Regions from separate parts of the Sus scrofa genome. Here all the other regions are linked to region 4. A link is a contact called in public targeted proximity ligation data. All regions are on one chromosome and are shown on one strand. The core of a region is the stretch at or near the end of the contact, and the rest is flanking DNA. Distances in the headings are between cores, read along the strand shown. Region 1 overlaps ITPR2 (inositol 1,4,5-trisphosphate receptor type 2). Region 2 holds the start of BHLHE41 (class E basic helix-loop-helix protein 41). Region 3 overlaps ITPR2 (inositol 1,4,5-trisphosphate receptor type 2). Region 4 overlaps ITPR2 (inositol 1,4,5-trisphosphate receptor type 2).

Region 1 (3,860 bases), core at 893-3,392, 200 kb before region 4:
CTTACAAATGATTTATTCCATTTTGAACATTTCTCATCTATATTTTAAATTAGGTAAAATAAATCAGTTTTATTTTACAGTTTATATATCTATATATATATAAGATATATATCAAATTATAGTTCATAATCATAGTTATAATCAAATTATAATTCACTTCATAATTATAAATATTTATTCATGTCACATGAAATCAAATTTTTTCTAAACCTAGTTACTTACAATAACATAACATTTTATTCAGAATTCTGTTGTTTAGTGATACTTTTAAACAATTGAGAGTCTGCTTAATTTTAGCTACTGTAGTATTAAATTTCTTATTTTGCTAATGATTTAATATTTGGTGGCCCTTATAGACACATCTTGGAACCAGAAGAAAATATGGTTTTCATGCTTTATTTTCATTTTCCTGTTTCCTTTGTTTTCAGTCCTTTCTTTCCATCTAACATTTCCACTATCCCAGAAAGTTCTATTGAATATCACTTATACGGACTAAACTGATCTCTTATGTTAAAAAACAAACAAAAAGATGTGCTTTTAAATTTTTAAAACAAGATATAAGTAGGAGGTTTTTTCTTTGGGCTTTTGTTTGTTTATTTCTTTAGTGTATATTATATTTCATTTTCAGTTTTAGAATTTTTTTTAACATTAGTGCACACCATCAGCAATAAAATGGAAAGAAGGCAAGGGTTAAATGTCTAGGTTTATACAATAGCTCAATTATTAGTAATCCAATAATATTACTTGAAATACTTAGTATTTTTAAGTTGCCCATATTCTAATCAATCCTTGGAAATAAAATGATGAGTATATAAGGCTGGGAATTTATAGAAGACCCTATAGGTCATTTTCAGGAATAACCAGCTTATGTTTGACAGTTGGTTATACTTTGTATAGATAGATGTGAATATGATGTAAATGCTATGTAAATAGTTGCCAGCCTTTGGTAACCTTATTTTGCTTTTTGATCTTTGGTTGGTTGAATTCTTCGAGGCGGGGATAACAGATAAGGGCTGACTATATTTTCCTTTACTCTCATACTTTATTTCTGGCCACCAAGTGTCTAAGTTTCCTCTCGCATTGACCAGTTTTCCACCACCAGCTGGTGGTCTTACAAATAACTCAATTCTGACACTTCCTACCTAGTGTTAGTATCAGATCCCACAGTTAAGGGGTCAGTTCTAAAGGCTGCCTCCCTCCTTCAGATGCCAAAGCAAGTTCAGGTTTCTACCTGTGTTCTCTCTGACTGGCTATACATCCAAGGTTCCCATGACCTCCTCCTCAGGACGGATAATTTGCTAGAGTGGCTCACAAAACTCAGGAAAAACAGTTTCCTTACTAAATTACAAGTGTATTATGAAAGGGTACAACTCAGGAGTAGCCACATGGAAGAGATGCATGGGACAAGCATATGAGAAGGGGTGTGGCCCTTCCACGCCCTCTCCTGGCGTGCCACCCTCCCCAACACCTCCATGCATTCACCAGCCCACACAGTCCTCTAGGGCTTTTTATGGAAACTTCATCCTGTAGGCATGATTGATTGTTAACTCTGTTTCCAGCCTTCTCCCCTCTCTGGGGAATGGGGGTGGGGGCTGAAAGTTCCAGACTTCTAAGTGTGATTTGGTCTTTCTGGTGAGCCAATCAGGTGCCTGCCAAGAGTTGCCTCATTTAGAACCAAAGATGCTGCCATCACTCAGGAAGTTCCAAGGGATTTAAGAGCTCTGTGTCAGACACTCCTATTATTCAGGGAATTAGAAGGATTTGAGGAGCTTCTTGTCAGGAACCAAGGTCAAAGACCAAAGATCAGCAGAAACCATGGGCAGAGACTATTATTATTTCACACATTGCCCTTATTATTTTTCTTCCCGTTTCATTATTGGAAAGGTGAAATATTTGCTGTTTGCTTTCTCTCTTGCTTGCTTAGAAGCTGCAGTGTTATACGTGTTTTCTATCCTGATAGAATCTTGTATGCTGTGTGACTGGTTTTAAAGGAACTGTTTCTACCAGTAGGGAAATGGTCCCTGTTTTATTCGCTGCTGTGAAAGGCTTAAAACATGTGACTGTCCATGTGAACAGCCTGTGCAGATTAAAGCTGCAGGGCATGATTGGAGGAGACACGGACTGCCAAGCCACGAGGCGGCTAAGAAGGCGTCCTCTGCCAACGACAGCATGGGATTATGTAACGCCTGCAGTGTCTGGCACTGTGCTCCACTGGAGACACATCACGTGTTGTGCAATGCTCTTGGCCCTGAAATTCAATTAGATTGCTTTGAATGATCCGTGAGTCTGCATGAGATAAGCTTTTACTGCTCTACACTAGAAAGCAAATGGGTTGATTAGCCCCACATAAATTGAGAAATTGCCGTTATAATTCCAGCAAGGATATTTGCATTATATATACATCATCCTGCAACAGAGGAGCAGAATTTAAGCATTATGTAACCTGACTAAATAATGGGGAGAGGGACCCATCCCTTACGACTAGAAAAAAAATATTTTCTTACAGTCACTTAGGAATAACGTTTCTTTTTTAAAAAAGAGATGTTGCCATTGTGTGGGGGGATTGGCTTAAAGGCTGCCTGTGTGGGGTTTTTTTTGTTGTTGTTTTTGGTTTTTTTTAGTGCCATGACCTATGAATGAAAATAAAGAAATTCATAGAATGATGATTTGGTGGGCGGAGAAGAAACTTTTGTTAGAAAGACTTTTAAATTGTGAGTTCAGTGGCCTTTTTGTATTTGAGTTTACTCTCTTTGTGAAGTTGTAGCTAATCAACTTACAGAATTGGGCACCATCAGAAATTAACCCCACATTGTTTGAATGAACTTTTTAATATCTTTTCACAAAGGAAGATCTGGGATGGAGGAGGCAAGGTAATAGTAAATGTTGAGAAACTGAGACCTTGGAATGAAATTGAGGTTGTTTGCATACTAAGGGCTTAAAGAGCCACTGGGAAGCTACCAAAATCAATGATGTGAGCTTGACTTTCCCAGCTCCTCATACTCCCATTTTCCAAATAGGACTTGAGGTTTCAACCGAAAGCCCTAGTGAGAAATTAATATTCATTAGGAGAGTTCCCACTGTGGCTCAGCCGTAAAGAACCCAACTAGCATCCATGAGGATGTGGGTTCGACCCCTGGCCTTGCTCAGTGGGTTAAACATCCGGTGTTGGTGCGAGCTGTGGTGTAGGTTGCAGATGTGGCTTGGATCCTCCGTTGCTGTGGCTGTGGTGTAGGCAGGCAGCTACAGCTCTGATTCAACCCCTAGCCTGGGAACCTCCATATGCTGCAGGTGCAGCCCTAAAAAAAACCAAAAAACAAAAAAAGAATTGTTTAGGACACTCAGTTGAAACCAAAAGCTCGAAATGCTATGCAGAGCACTTCTATTTTATATATTAACAGATTAGTAGTCCCATTCCTTTCTGATTTTAGGTAAGGTAGTCTTGAACTATAGCAAAACCACCACTCTAGTGGCTTTTTCCCTATTGAAAAAGGATTTTATTTCTCTCTTATCCTTTGAAAACCTTAGGACACGAATTCGTCCAGTGTAACCATATATCCTGACTTTAGTGCAAGTGGATATTCACAAGTAGGTTGTTTTCTAAAAAGTCATAGTAAAACCCAGATTTTAACAATTTTTCGTTTTGATAGATTATCTGAATTTTGTGAGATTTAGCATACATAGGTATTTCACATTGTTTTAACTTTTCTAACTATGTGCAGTAGGTATTATTACTAGTATTTTTATTAACCAAAGGGAAAACTGATGTGTAGAGAGGTACAATGAGCTCCCCAGGGCCACGCCGCAAGGAAGTGACAGGATAGGGCATCCAAAACAGACCATAAGCATTTTTATCCCACTAT
Region 2 (3,513 bases), core at 749-3,248, 230 kb after region 4:
CCGCCCAACTTCCTTCCCTATTCTTCCTATTGCCTTAGAATATGCTCCAAACTTGCTCCCTAAAGTCTGTCCAGGATCAGCAGCCTTGCATCCGGCCTGCTCCACTGACAAGACCGAGATGCAGTGATCCAGCCTTCATTTCATTTTCTCTGAATACTTCAGCCATCCTTTCCAAGAAAAAAATTTAGCTCTAGAGCAAATATTTACACTCTTTTCCTTCTCCAAACCGTCAGAAATCTATAGGGGAGCTGGTGTTTCATTTTTTAAATTATTCTTCTTAATGGCATTATCCACCCCCCCCCTTTTTTTTGTCAATTTAGAATGAGAGGACAGAATAATACAGTGCTGCAGGTATATGCCGCTTTTAGGACTACGAATTGCCCTCCCCTCCAAAGGGAATTACTAACCCAATCATTTGGAAACAGAGAAGCTGGATCTAGGTATAAAATAAAATCAGTATTTCAAAAATACTTTTTTCTTTTTAAGTATGATCATTATTGAATTGCTTATTTGGTGCAAAATACGTCTCCCCATTGGAGAAAGTCGAGGGACCTTAAACGGCCCTCTGAGAGGACAGACCGCGAGCGTCTCCTCACGCTGGGGTGAGCTTGGGCCGCCGCCGCCGCCGCCGGAGTCACGAAGCCAGACGCCGCGCGTCTCCGCCCAGGACTCGGGAGACTGCAGCAGCGCGGCCGCGGCCCCGGCGGCTCCTGGAGGCGGGGAAGAGGCACGACTCCCGCAGACACGTGACCTCCTTCCAGCCGCCGCTTCCCGCGACCCAGATCCGTCCCCGGAACCCGCGCTCGGCGGGGCGGGCCGGGGGACACGTAGCGACGGCCCCAAGTCCCTGCTGCGCCCGGGTTCGCGTGCATTCGGCGTACTTCTCGCCTTGGTTCACGTGCCAGTGGCAGTAATGACTATTTCGGGGATCACCCAGGAGAATGCAGGCAGGAAAGACTTTTGGTTTGATATCTATGTAGATAGATAGATAGATAGATAGATAGATAGATAGATAGATAGATAGATAGATAGATAGATAGATAGATAGATAGGAGAGAGATTAATATATATTCTCCCTATCCCCTCCTGGCAGACCCAGTGGGGGCAATGGGCCCGGAGACCTGGGAATCCCGCAGGACGCGCTTTCCCTCGGTCTCCGATGTCCCTTGCGGCCCGCTGCGCCAGGCACCAGGGGCAGTGCGCAACTGCGGGCACCTCCCGGTAACTCTCACTAGCAGTGAGTCATGCTCCGGGGATGGCTCTGGGGAAAGGTAGCCCGGTTCGAGGTGGCCTGTGCTTTCCCCGAGCGGGGCACCGAGGCTGCAGGGCAAGCGCGCGCACGCGCACACGCGCGCGCGGGTTCCCCGTGCAGTGATGTGGCAGCAGCGGCAGGTCGGATCACGTTGCTGGCCCTGTGCTGGTACCCGTTTGAGACAGGATTAAGGAGGGAGGCTTTGGAGGTACCAGCGGTAGTAAACGTGGGCTCTGCACACTCCCGGCGTCTCTTATCACACGAAGGGGGAGGGGCGGGGAAAGTGCGCAGCGCCACCCGAGGCGCAGAGGGGCGGCGGGGCTTAGCGGGCGATTGGTAATGCTGCATTGCTTTTTCGCGGGAGCCCCTCTCTTGCCACCCCATCCTATTCCCCTCCCTCCCCGCCGCGTTCCTGAGGGAGCTCCTGAGAACCCAAACGTCGTCATCTGTGGCTGTGATTAGTGGCACCGCAATTCCGGCTGCTGCGGGAAGTTTGGACACTGTGGGGCAGAAAGACACTTGGATTGCGACATTCTGACCCAGTGGCTACATTTTCACTTATCTTAAATCTCTCGGGGAGCAGATTTCATGTTGTCCCTTTTGGGGGCAACCTCCAATCAGGTCTAGGGGTCCCCCCAGGCCACTGAGCGTAAGCAAACAAGTCTCCAAATTGTCCTTCGGGACTGAAGTTGACCCATCGCGAATTCTCTTTCTCTTTCCTTTCTCTGGTCCAAACCAACAGCACAGTCTGTGGAAAAGTAAAAAGCCACGTTCACGTTCCTATCCGTAAGGACAGACGGATTGAAGGAGTCGCACTTCCCAGCGGAGGAAGCCCAAGCTGCCCCGCACCCCCGGGCGCCCCCTCCCACTCCCCCAGCTGACTGCGCTGCCTTGGGGAAGCTTAATAGCCTGGCTGAAGTTGTTTTTCCTTTCCGGTGGCCCTGATCAGGTGTCCCCGCCCCCTCCCGCCGTCCGCCTTCCCTAGCAGCCTTCTCCCGACGCCCCCTCCTGGCCCGGCCCCTCCTCCCCCGCCCCCCTCCGGGCTGGACCGCGGATGGTACGTTCCGCACGTGAGCTGGGTGCTGGTCTGGCCGGCGACGCGCGTGCCCTGTGGCCAAACACTGCCCGGAGTGAGAGCAAACTACCAGCGCAGTGGAGCCAGCGCGAGTGTGCGTGCGTGTGTGTGCGTGTGTGTGCGAGAGAGCGAGCGCGGAGGGAGGGGGGGACCAACTGCTTCACACTTTCAACACTGCACTGAAGAGGGAGAGAGAGAGAGAGACTGGAGACGTACAGATTCCCCCCAGGATCTCCCAGGGCTACCGTCCCACAGATTATAGAACAGAACCCCAAAAATCGAAACAGAGGAAACGGACAGCGATTGAACATGGACGAAGGAATTCCTCATTTGCAAGAAAGACAGTTACTGGAACATAGAGATTTTATAGGGTAAGGTGCACGCACCCTTGCGAATATCTGTCTAGGCTTCAGTTTGATTTTTTTTTTTTTTTTTCTTCTCCAGAAAGTGGTATGGAGCGGGGAGGGCAGAGCCCCTCTCGGAATGGGTTCCTGATGCTGATTTCTATTTTGCAGACTGGATTATTCCTCTTTGTATATGTGTAAGCCCAAAAGGAGCATGAAGCGAGACGATAGCAAGGTAAGTGTAAGTTTCCGACGTTCCTCTTAACCTGCCTGGATAGTTAATTAGGGCCATTGATTTAACAGGGAAGTCTGCCCGCAAATATATTACAGATCTTGAGCTTCCCCAACTGAATTTTAAGTGGTTTGCTGGATACTCTCAGGGGGAGTTTAAACATCATACCTGAATTTAAATTGCATTTCAGAACAGTCCAGAGGAAAGAGGTTTCTTGGGCATAGTTTCTCACATAGTATGTTTTGGGGGGAGGATGGCAGGGTATTGTTAAATCCAGTGAATGAATGTTTAGTTTATTGTTTTCTCTCTTCCATGACTCTCATGTATTAAGGATACCTACAAATTACCGCACAGATTAATAGAAAAGAAAAGAAGAGACCGAATTAATGAATGCATTGCTCAGCTGAAAGACTTACTGCCTGAACATCTAAAGTTGACAGTAAGATGCACATTTTTATTCTTTGCTGCTCTCCAAGGGTGTGTTAATAGCCTGGTACTAGTCCCAGGGTTATAAGAATAAAATGTAAATATCACATGCCTTACAACTTGTGCTATAGTGGAGAGTTTCCTGCAAACTCAAGAGTAGGTGTTCACAACTGATTTCTTAATC
Region 3 (3,482 bases), core at 293-2,792, 140 kb before region 4:
GACATTTAAAAATGCAGTCTTATGTTACCAGTTATAATGTGAGTAACAATAAAAATGTCAAAGTCAAGGATTCCCCATGTGGTTCAGCGGGTTAAGAACCCAACGTTGTCTCTCTGAGGATGTGGGTTCGATCCCTGGCCTCACTCAGTGGGTTAAGGATCCAGTGTTGTCACAAGCTGAGGCATAGGTTACAGATGCTGCTCGGATCTGGTATTGCCATGGCGGTGGCGTAGGACAGCATCTGCAGCTATGATTTGACCTCTGGCCCAGGAACTTCCAAATGTCTCAGGTATGTGAAAGGCCGTTAAAGGAAAAAAAAATGTCAAAGTCAAGAAAATATGTTGGTTAAGTCAGTTCAGTTTTAAGCAGATTAAGTGTGAGAATAAATACAAATTTTCTAAAAAAGCTAACATGAATGTTGAGAAGAATGGAGAATAAGGATGAAGAATGCAAGAGCTAGCCCTAGATTGAAAATTAAGAATTTAAACTATGAAAGAAATTAAAAATGAAGACATAAGGTCAGTGATCCTCATGGATCTGAGTTTCTGGGAGTGCTTCGAGAGAACAGATTAGATTGAAGATGATGGTAGAATTGTCCAAGGAGTGGGAATTCAGAAGTTAAAAAGGTAACACGGGGTTAAAAACAACGTATGGGAGTTCCCGTCGTGGCTCAGTGGTTAACGAATCCGACTAGGAACCATGAGGTTGCGGGTTTGGTCCCTGCCCTTGCTCAGTGGGTTAACGATCCGGCGTTGCCGTGAGCTGTGGTGTAGGTTGCAGACGTGGCTCGGATCCCGCGTTGCTGTGGCTCTGGCGTAGGCCGGTGGCTACGGCTCCGATTCAACCCCTAGCCTGGGAACCTCCATATGCCGCGGGAGCGGCCCAAGAAATAGCAACAACAACAACAACAACAACAGCAACAACAACAACAAAAAGACAAAAAAAATAAAAAAATAAAAACAACGTATGGAAAAGAAGAGAGAAAACAATAGATGTGAATATGGCTTGAATGGATATATAGAGGTTTCTGAATTTCCCAGAACCAAAATGTTGGGAAAGCAATAGTCTGCAGAGCTGGGATGGTACAACACAGAGGAATTTAAAGCCAGACTTCAGGGAGAGGGAGAATGTCAATCTGAGTGAGGGGAGGAAGAGTCTGAATTGCTGAACACTTCATGCCTTGTGCTGAAGTTGTAAGAGTGTAACTATGAAATGAGAGGTGGTAAGAGTCCCTTGGAAGAACTCAAAGAGGGGATGGGAATGGTGAAATAGTGTTTGTAACCAGCAGTGGAGTTAAGCAACTGTCTGCTCATTTCCTTGCGTGACACCAGAAGTTGTTCCCTTGCCGCTTTATAAATGTCTTTTCTGTGGGGCAGCTCCTCCCCATCAATTTTCATGAAAAATTCAGTTTTCACTCAGAAGCACGCCCACTGTGCCCTTTGATCTTTCCACAAGTGACTCCTTTGACTTTTTCTAGTCCTGGATACGGTATTTGTTTCTTAGGAGGCCGACGGTGGTTGCTGAGTTCCCTATGAACCAGTTGTCCAGACAGCTCCCACACTGAGGCACAGATGCCAGAGACTGGTTGTAAGCGCTGCTTCCCAAGTAGTTGTGTAGCTATGTGCCGAGGGCTGGCTTGCACCCAGATTTTGCTGTTTTTGTTGTCGATGTGGAATCGTTTGGCTCCCGCATGATGATGACCACGCAGACTGGTTTCTGCCTTTGCACAGTTCAGTAATTCCAAAACTGAGCTTCAGCTTCCTCCTTGTTTTACTATTATCATCTTTTGTACAGACAGTTTATTTTGGTGCCCTCAGACTTTCAATTTTTGTTGTTATTCTTTTCATGGTAGGGAGGTAGTTCTGCTTTTTCCACCGTGACATCTTTTTTGGCCTTTCCTGTGGTTGATGTTACAAGAAACAAATAATGCTTCTTGTAAGTGTCTTGTCTGATCTACATAGACCTATAAATGCATGAAAAAGGGAATTTCTTAAGTTCAAATAGCATAGAGTCGTGCAGAGCATTTTCTTACAGTGCAGCTATGTGTCCTTTTAGACTTTCTGTCTCACATGCTCTTCTCATTCATCTCTACCTCCTCTCCCTGCTCCAGTTTTGCTCTTTTATATTCTGCTTTCTTCACTTTCCTTCTCCTCTTTATTCCTGTCTTTCTGCAGACAGTCTAGAACATTGTTCAGTACTTTGGATCAATTTAACTTATGTGAAACTCGATTGTTTCTTTGATTCCATGTAACATTTTCTATTTTTCTGAGACTCTTCATTTCATTCCATTTCGTTTTCTTCCCCAGTTTCATTGAGATTTGATCAACACATAATATTGTATAAGGTGTACAACATGTCTATTTGATACATTTATATGTTACAAAATGATTGGCAGCATAGTCTTAGCTAGCTCTCCAATCCAGTCACATAATTGCCATTTTCCTTTTGCAATGAGAACATTTAAAATCTACTCTCTTAGTAACATCCATGCCTATGGTACAATTTCATTAGTTAAGGTCACTGAGCTGTACATTAGATCCTGATAATTTGTTAATCTTACAACTGGAAGTTTATACCCGTTGACCTCATATCTCCCTCTTTCCGCCACCTCCCAAGCCCTGGTAACCACCATTCTACTCTCTGGTTCTCCGAGTTCATCATTTTTAGATTCCCCATAGAAGTGGTACATATGGCATTGTCTTTTTCTCTCTGAGTTATTTCATTTAGGTTCATCCTGAACCTACAACATTCATCCAGGTTGTTGCAAACAAAAGGATCTCCTTCTTTCTTATGTCTGATTAAGATTCCATAGTATATCTATACCACATCTCCTTTATCCATTCATCCATGGACAAACATTTACATTGTTTCTGTATCTTGGCTATTGTGAATAATACTGCAATGAACATGTGAGGCCCTTTTATTTCAATACCTACTAGGATTAAGAAGTATGTAGAGAAATGTTATGTGCTTTTGCAGGATGCGGAGACGTATTAAGATAGCAAGCCCATGGAAAGCAAAAATAACTCCTGACTCTTAAACCAAGAAAGAATGGATCACTTTAATTGGATATAGGAAATTGTTTTTTAAATATAGGCTTTAAAATGTTTCATCACACTTCCCCATGTCATTACATAGCCTTTGGAAATGCAGTTTTAATGGCTGCATAATCGTTCATCATTTGAATATACCATAATTTATTTAATCACTCCTTATTGTTAGACATTTAGGTTTCTAATGTTTTTGATATTATAAATTATGCTATGATTAACCTCTTCAACATTAATCTTTCTCTGCTACACTGACTATTTCCCTAGGATAAATTCCAGGAAGTTTAATTACTAGGTCACAGGGTAGTAACTATTTTATGTTCCTTGATGCATATTATAAAATTGTTTTTTCACAATGTGATAGTTGTCATCCTACTGAATCCTAAAACTATAACCATTTAAAAAAAGCTTTGCCAAGTTAAGTATGTCAGG
Region 4 (3,904 bases), core at 1,143-3,642:
GAGTGGTCTTTGCTGTAGTCATTACAAGGCACAGTCTCCTGCTTTGCTGAGCCATCCACCCTGTCCTGCAAGCATTTAATGGGTCCCTATTTGGCTTCCTCTTCCCACTGCTCACACCAGCCGTTTAAGACTTTCCCTCTTCACCCCATCTTCCTGCTTTTCCACTACCTCAGCAGTTATCAATTATCTTCTGTGTCTCCAGAGATCAGAGTTTTTAAACTTTGGTGCCCAGAGGAATCATGCAGGTCCCCTAAGAGGTTCTGATCTCATAAGAGGCAGTGGGGTTGAAATCCGCTATTTGAACAAGCACCCCCAGGGGATTTTGATATGCAGAGTACCCAACCCACCTTTTATGAAGGGCTGTCCTAAGCCACAGGCTCCTTGAGAACAGACATTTTTGTCTTATTTGATTTTCCTCTCTAAATACCTGGTAATAGATGTGGAAGGATTGATTGAATGAATGAATCTGGCTGTCACTGCACTTCAGAATAAGTTACCATCCTCCTTTGAAATGCTAATTCGCTACAGCTATTTAAATGGGTTTAAAACTCTTCTATCTGTTTTATCCTTAATTCTTTATCAGCCCTTTTCACTGCTGTTGGGGGTGGGGAACTACAAAGAATGTGTTATTCTCTAACAATAGCTACCAAAAAAAAAAAAAAAAACCAACCCAAGGGCCAGATGAGGTTTAGACAGAAGTGCATCAATACATAAGTTGGGTCTTTCCCCTTCCCCCTTAGGGAAAGCACTCTGCTGACTCTCGTTCTAGAAGTCTGCTAGGCGAAAGTCTTTGTAGTCACTGCAGTGGGCTTTTCTGAAGTGGAAAGAATCTTAATCAGGAAGGTCACTGCTAAGGATATTGAAAGGAGGTGCCTTAAAGGGAGTTCCCTGGTGGTACTGCAGGTTAAGGATCTAGCATTGTTACTGCCGTGTCTCAGGTCACTGGTGTGAGGGTTCAGTCACTGGACCGGGAATTTCCACATGCCATGGGGCTGGCCAAAAAAAAAAAAAAAAAAAAAAAAGAAATAGGTAAATAGAGCTACAGACTGACATACTCAATCAGTGACGGAAAGCTTCCCTGCCTTCAAATCCTGGCTCTGCCATTTCCTAGCTCGTGATGAGGGTCATTAAACTGTTGGGGCCCCTTGATTCCTCCTCTGTGAAATGGGGACAATGATTTACCTTGCAAGCTTTTTTGAGGCTTGAAAGATGGAATATAAGTAACTTACAATGATTCTATGACGTTAGGCAATCAGTTTTCAAGAGAGTTGGGTGTCTAGAGTTCCCTTGCGGCACAGCAGGTTAAGGATCCAGCATTTGTCACTGCAATGGCTTGGGTTGCTGCTGTGGCACGGGTTCAATCCCTGGCCTGGGAACTTCCACGTGCCCTGGGGGTTGCCAAAAAAAAAGACTGCGAGAGATGGGTGTCTGGTTAACCGTCTGTCTTTACCATAATGGAAAGGACAAACACACACCACACACACACACACCCCTACACTCAGCCTGCCTGGAAATACGGAAGTGGCACCACCTATTGCCCTCAGGGGAAGTCTCTCTCTAAACCCTCATCCGGGCCGTAATAAAGTGTTTCCAAAGGGAGCAGACAGGGTAACCTAGGGAGGGCCATGCCCTCCCACTTCCCTCTTCCCTGAGTCGAGCTCAGAGCTTGTCTTGGGGAAGTGGGAGGTAAACTGGCGTGGGTGGCTGGAACTGAAACATGTCTCTTACCACCCTCCTCTTCTGCCACCCTTTCTCTTCTGCGCCAGGGCGGGGGTGGGGAGTGGGGAGGAGAAACAGCTCATGTCTTCACTGTACCTGCGCACACTCAGATCTGGTCTCCTCAGCCTCCAGACCCTACCTCATCCTTCACCAAGATTCGCCCCCAGGGATCAGGGTTCAGGTCACTGTTCTAAATACTTTTTTCAGGATCTTGCTGGGAGCCCAGAGGAAGTTTGTTCCCATATTTAAAATCTTCCCTCAGCTCACAAAGACCAGTGCCTAACCCCTACTTCATCCCCACCCTCAACCTCTCCCCACCTCCGGCCAGAAAGAGTACTTTTGGCCTCCTGTGCGCTGAACCTTTGATTTAAACGTTCATAATAACACACCTGTAAACATTCTTTACAGAACTTCAGGCTCCCTTCCATATTTATTCCTTTGTTCTTGCACGTTTATTTGCTTTTAGGAGAAGAATTTGGACTGGTTTCCTCGGATGCGAGCCATGTCCCTTGTTAGCAACGAAGGTGACAGCGAGCAAAATGAGATTCGGAACCTGCAGGAGAAGTTGGAATCCACTATGAGTCTGGTCAAGCAGCTGTCCGGTCAGCTGGCGGAGCTAAAGGAGCAGGTGAGTGCTCTCCAGGGAGATGGCCCTGGGTCTGGGGAGGGTGAAATCATTCACCACCCTGAGTGAGGTGAGGCTGGAGACTCCTGAGCTTGTTAGAGATTGGTATCCACGGAGGGTTGTAAATTCCAATAAAGAAACCTCAGGTCGTGTTGTAAGAGCCACATCTTGGCAATGCAGAGGCCGTTCTGCTTATCACACCTCCCCATCTCTCTTGCGTGACACTTCTACAGAAGGGGGAAGGAAGGACTCAGTGCCAAAAGGCAAGGACCTTTTCTGATCGAAAACTCCTATTTTCTGCAATCATAGCCATGATTAAATTCATCCGAAAGGCAGATCATCATTAGTACCTGTCATTTTGATGCTCCCATCAACCCCTTCATGGTGCACAATTGTTAGCATGAGTAAAAAGAATAGCAAAAGTAACTGTGGTAGCTGTTAAAATGACTAAAGGGCCGGTGATGATGTGACAAGCACGGGCTGCTTTAAAAGAACCGCGGTTCCTGTTTCTTAACCACAGATGTTGCTCTGCTTCTCTGTCTGTGGAAATTCACTTGGAAAAATATTTCCCCTTTTTGATAAATATATTCTATATGATGCCGGTCAGGCGGGAGGTGCACGGGAAATATTCACCTAACACCACGTGCCCCCCGCCCCCCCGCCCCGCACTGGGAAAGAGCGAGAAAAGCAGCTTAACACACTGTCTCTTTTTCCCCAGATGACAGAACAAAGGAAGAATAAGCAGAGACTGGGCTTTCTCGGATCAAACACACCCCATGTGAACCATCACATGCCACCACACTGATACCATGGGGGAAGCCGTGACTAGCCTTTCATCAGTGTCCTGCCTGATCCCTGAATAAAGAACTGAGACGGAGGGGAGTGAACAGTGCCTATTGTTGAAAAGTTGAAAACAACCAAGTGCCAAGATGTGGAGTGGTTTCGCTCCGAGAACAATTTATAACTGTGTTTTCATGGTTGAGAAGGCCAAACTTAAAACGCAGCCGCTAGAAAGCACACATCTTGCATTTCTATTGCAAAGTGAAGTCGCTTGCTCCAAGGGACAGAGAGGGTGGGGGGAGGCGGGGTGGGAGGAGGTGCAGGGTGGAGAGAACCACCTTTTGCTCAATCGATAAGAGTCCGTTTGTGTCTTAAATGCTGACTGCAACCTTTGTCATGGTTGGTTGGAATTTCTTCCTGTTAATTATGGCCTATAGGTCAGAGATATAGGAAGTCATATTTTGGTGGCTAAGTTTTTCTAAGAAAGATAACTGAAAAGATTAAACATTAAAAAAAAGTGTTAATGCTTCCAAACCGTAGCTGTCATGGGGCAATTTCCTTATTTATAACGTGCAACACGGTGGATTTACGGCTCTAAGGAACGAGTGCTTTGGAGTTTAGCCCCGAGGGCTGACCACACAACTGGAATGTGATTGCCTTCTCCAGATTCAGAGGGGCCCTGTCTCTATGGAGCACAGCTAGAGGTTTTCAAATAACTTGTTAAAAACATGCTTTCAGTCATGTAGAGGCTAAGATTTTTTAAAGATTTAGGTAAGGAAA

Evidence for each region.
Region 1: a targeted proximity ligation map of alveolar macrophages shows a contact between it and region 4. A contact is called at or near these places in 4 of 47 Hi-C or Micro-C datasets (alveolar macrophages, brain and embryonic fibroblasts) and 1 of 2 datasets of targeted methods (alveolar macrophages).
Region 2: a contact with region 4 is called in a targeted proximity ligation map of alveolar macrophages, with 6 times the contacts expected there. A contact is called at or near these places in 1 of 5 promoter capture datasets (liver), 5 of 47 Hi-C or Micro-C datasets (blood, embryonic fibroblasts, fibroblasts and 1 more) and 2 of 2 datasets of targeted methods (alveolar macrophages and skeletal muscle).
Region 3: a targeted proximity ligation map of alveolar macrophages shows a contact between it and region 4. A contact is called at or near these places in 1 of 47 Hi-C or Micro-C datasets (skeletal muscle) and 1 of 2 datasets of targeted methods (alveolar macrophages).

What each region holds. Positions count from the first base shown.
Region 1 is chr5:47,259,664-47,263,523 of Sscrofa11.1, forward strand. The region is part of intron 38 of ITPR2 (inositol 1,4,5-trisphosphate receptor type 2); the gene reads left to right. Among named protein-coding and RNA genes, the nearest start is that of ITPR2, 330 kb to the left of the region's middle.
Region 2 is chr5:47,685,664-47,689,176 of Sscrofa11.1, forward strand. BHLHE41 (class E basic helix-loop-helix protein 41) reads left to right here and starts at 1,999. Exons shown (of 5, transcript XM_003355541.4): 1 at 1,999-2,698; 2 at 2,843-2,906; 3 at 3,235-3,342. The coding sequence starts at 2,637.
Region 3 is chr5:47,322,524-47,326,005 of Sscrofa11.1, forward strand. All of the region lies in intron 46 of ITPR2 (inositol 1,4,5-trisphosphate receptor type 2), which reads left to right. Among named protein-coding and RNA genes, the nearest start is that of SSPN, 290 kb to the right of the region's middle.
Region 4 is chr5:47,459,894-47,463,797 of Sscrofa11.1, forward strand. ITPR2 (inositol 1,4,5-trisphosphate receptor type 2) reads left to right here. Exons shown (of 58, transcript XM_021092920.1): 57 at 2,186-2,347; 58 at 3,063-3,904. The coding sequence ends at 3,149. Among named protein-coding and RNA genes, the nearest start is that of SSPN, 150 kb to the right of the region's middle.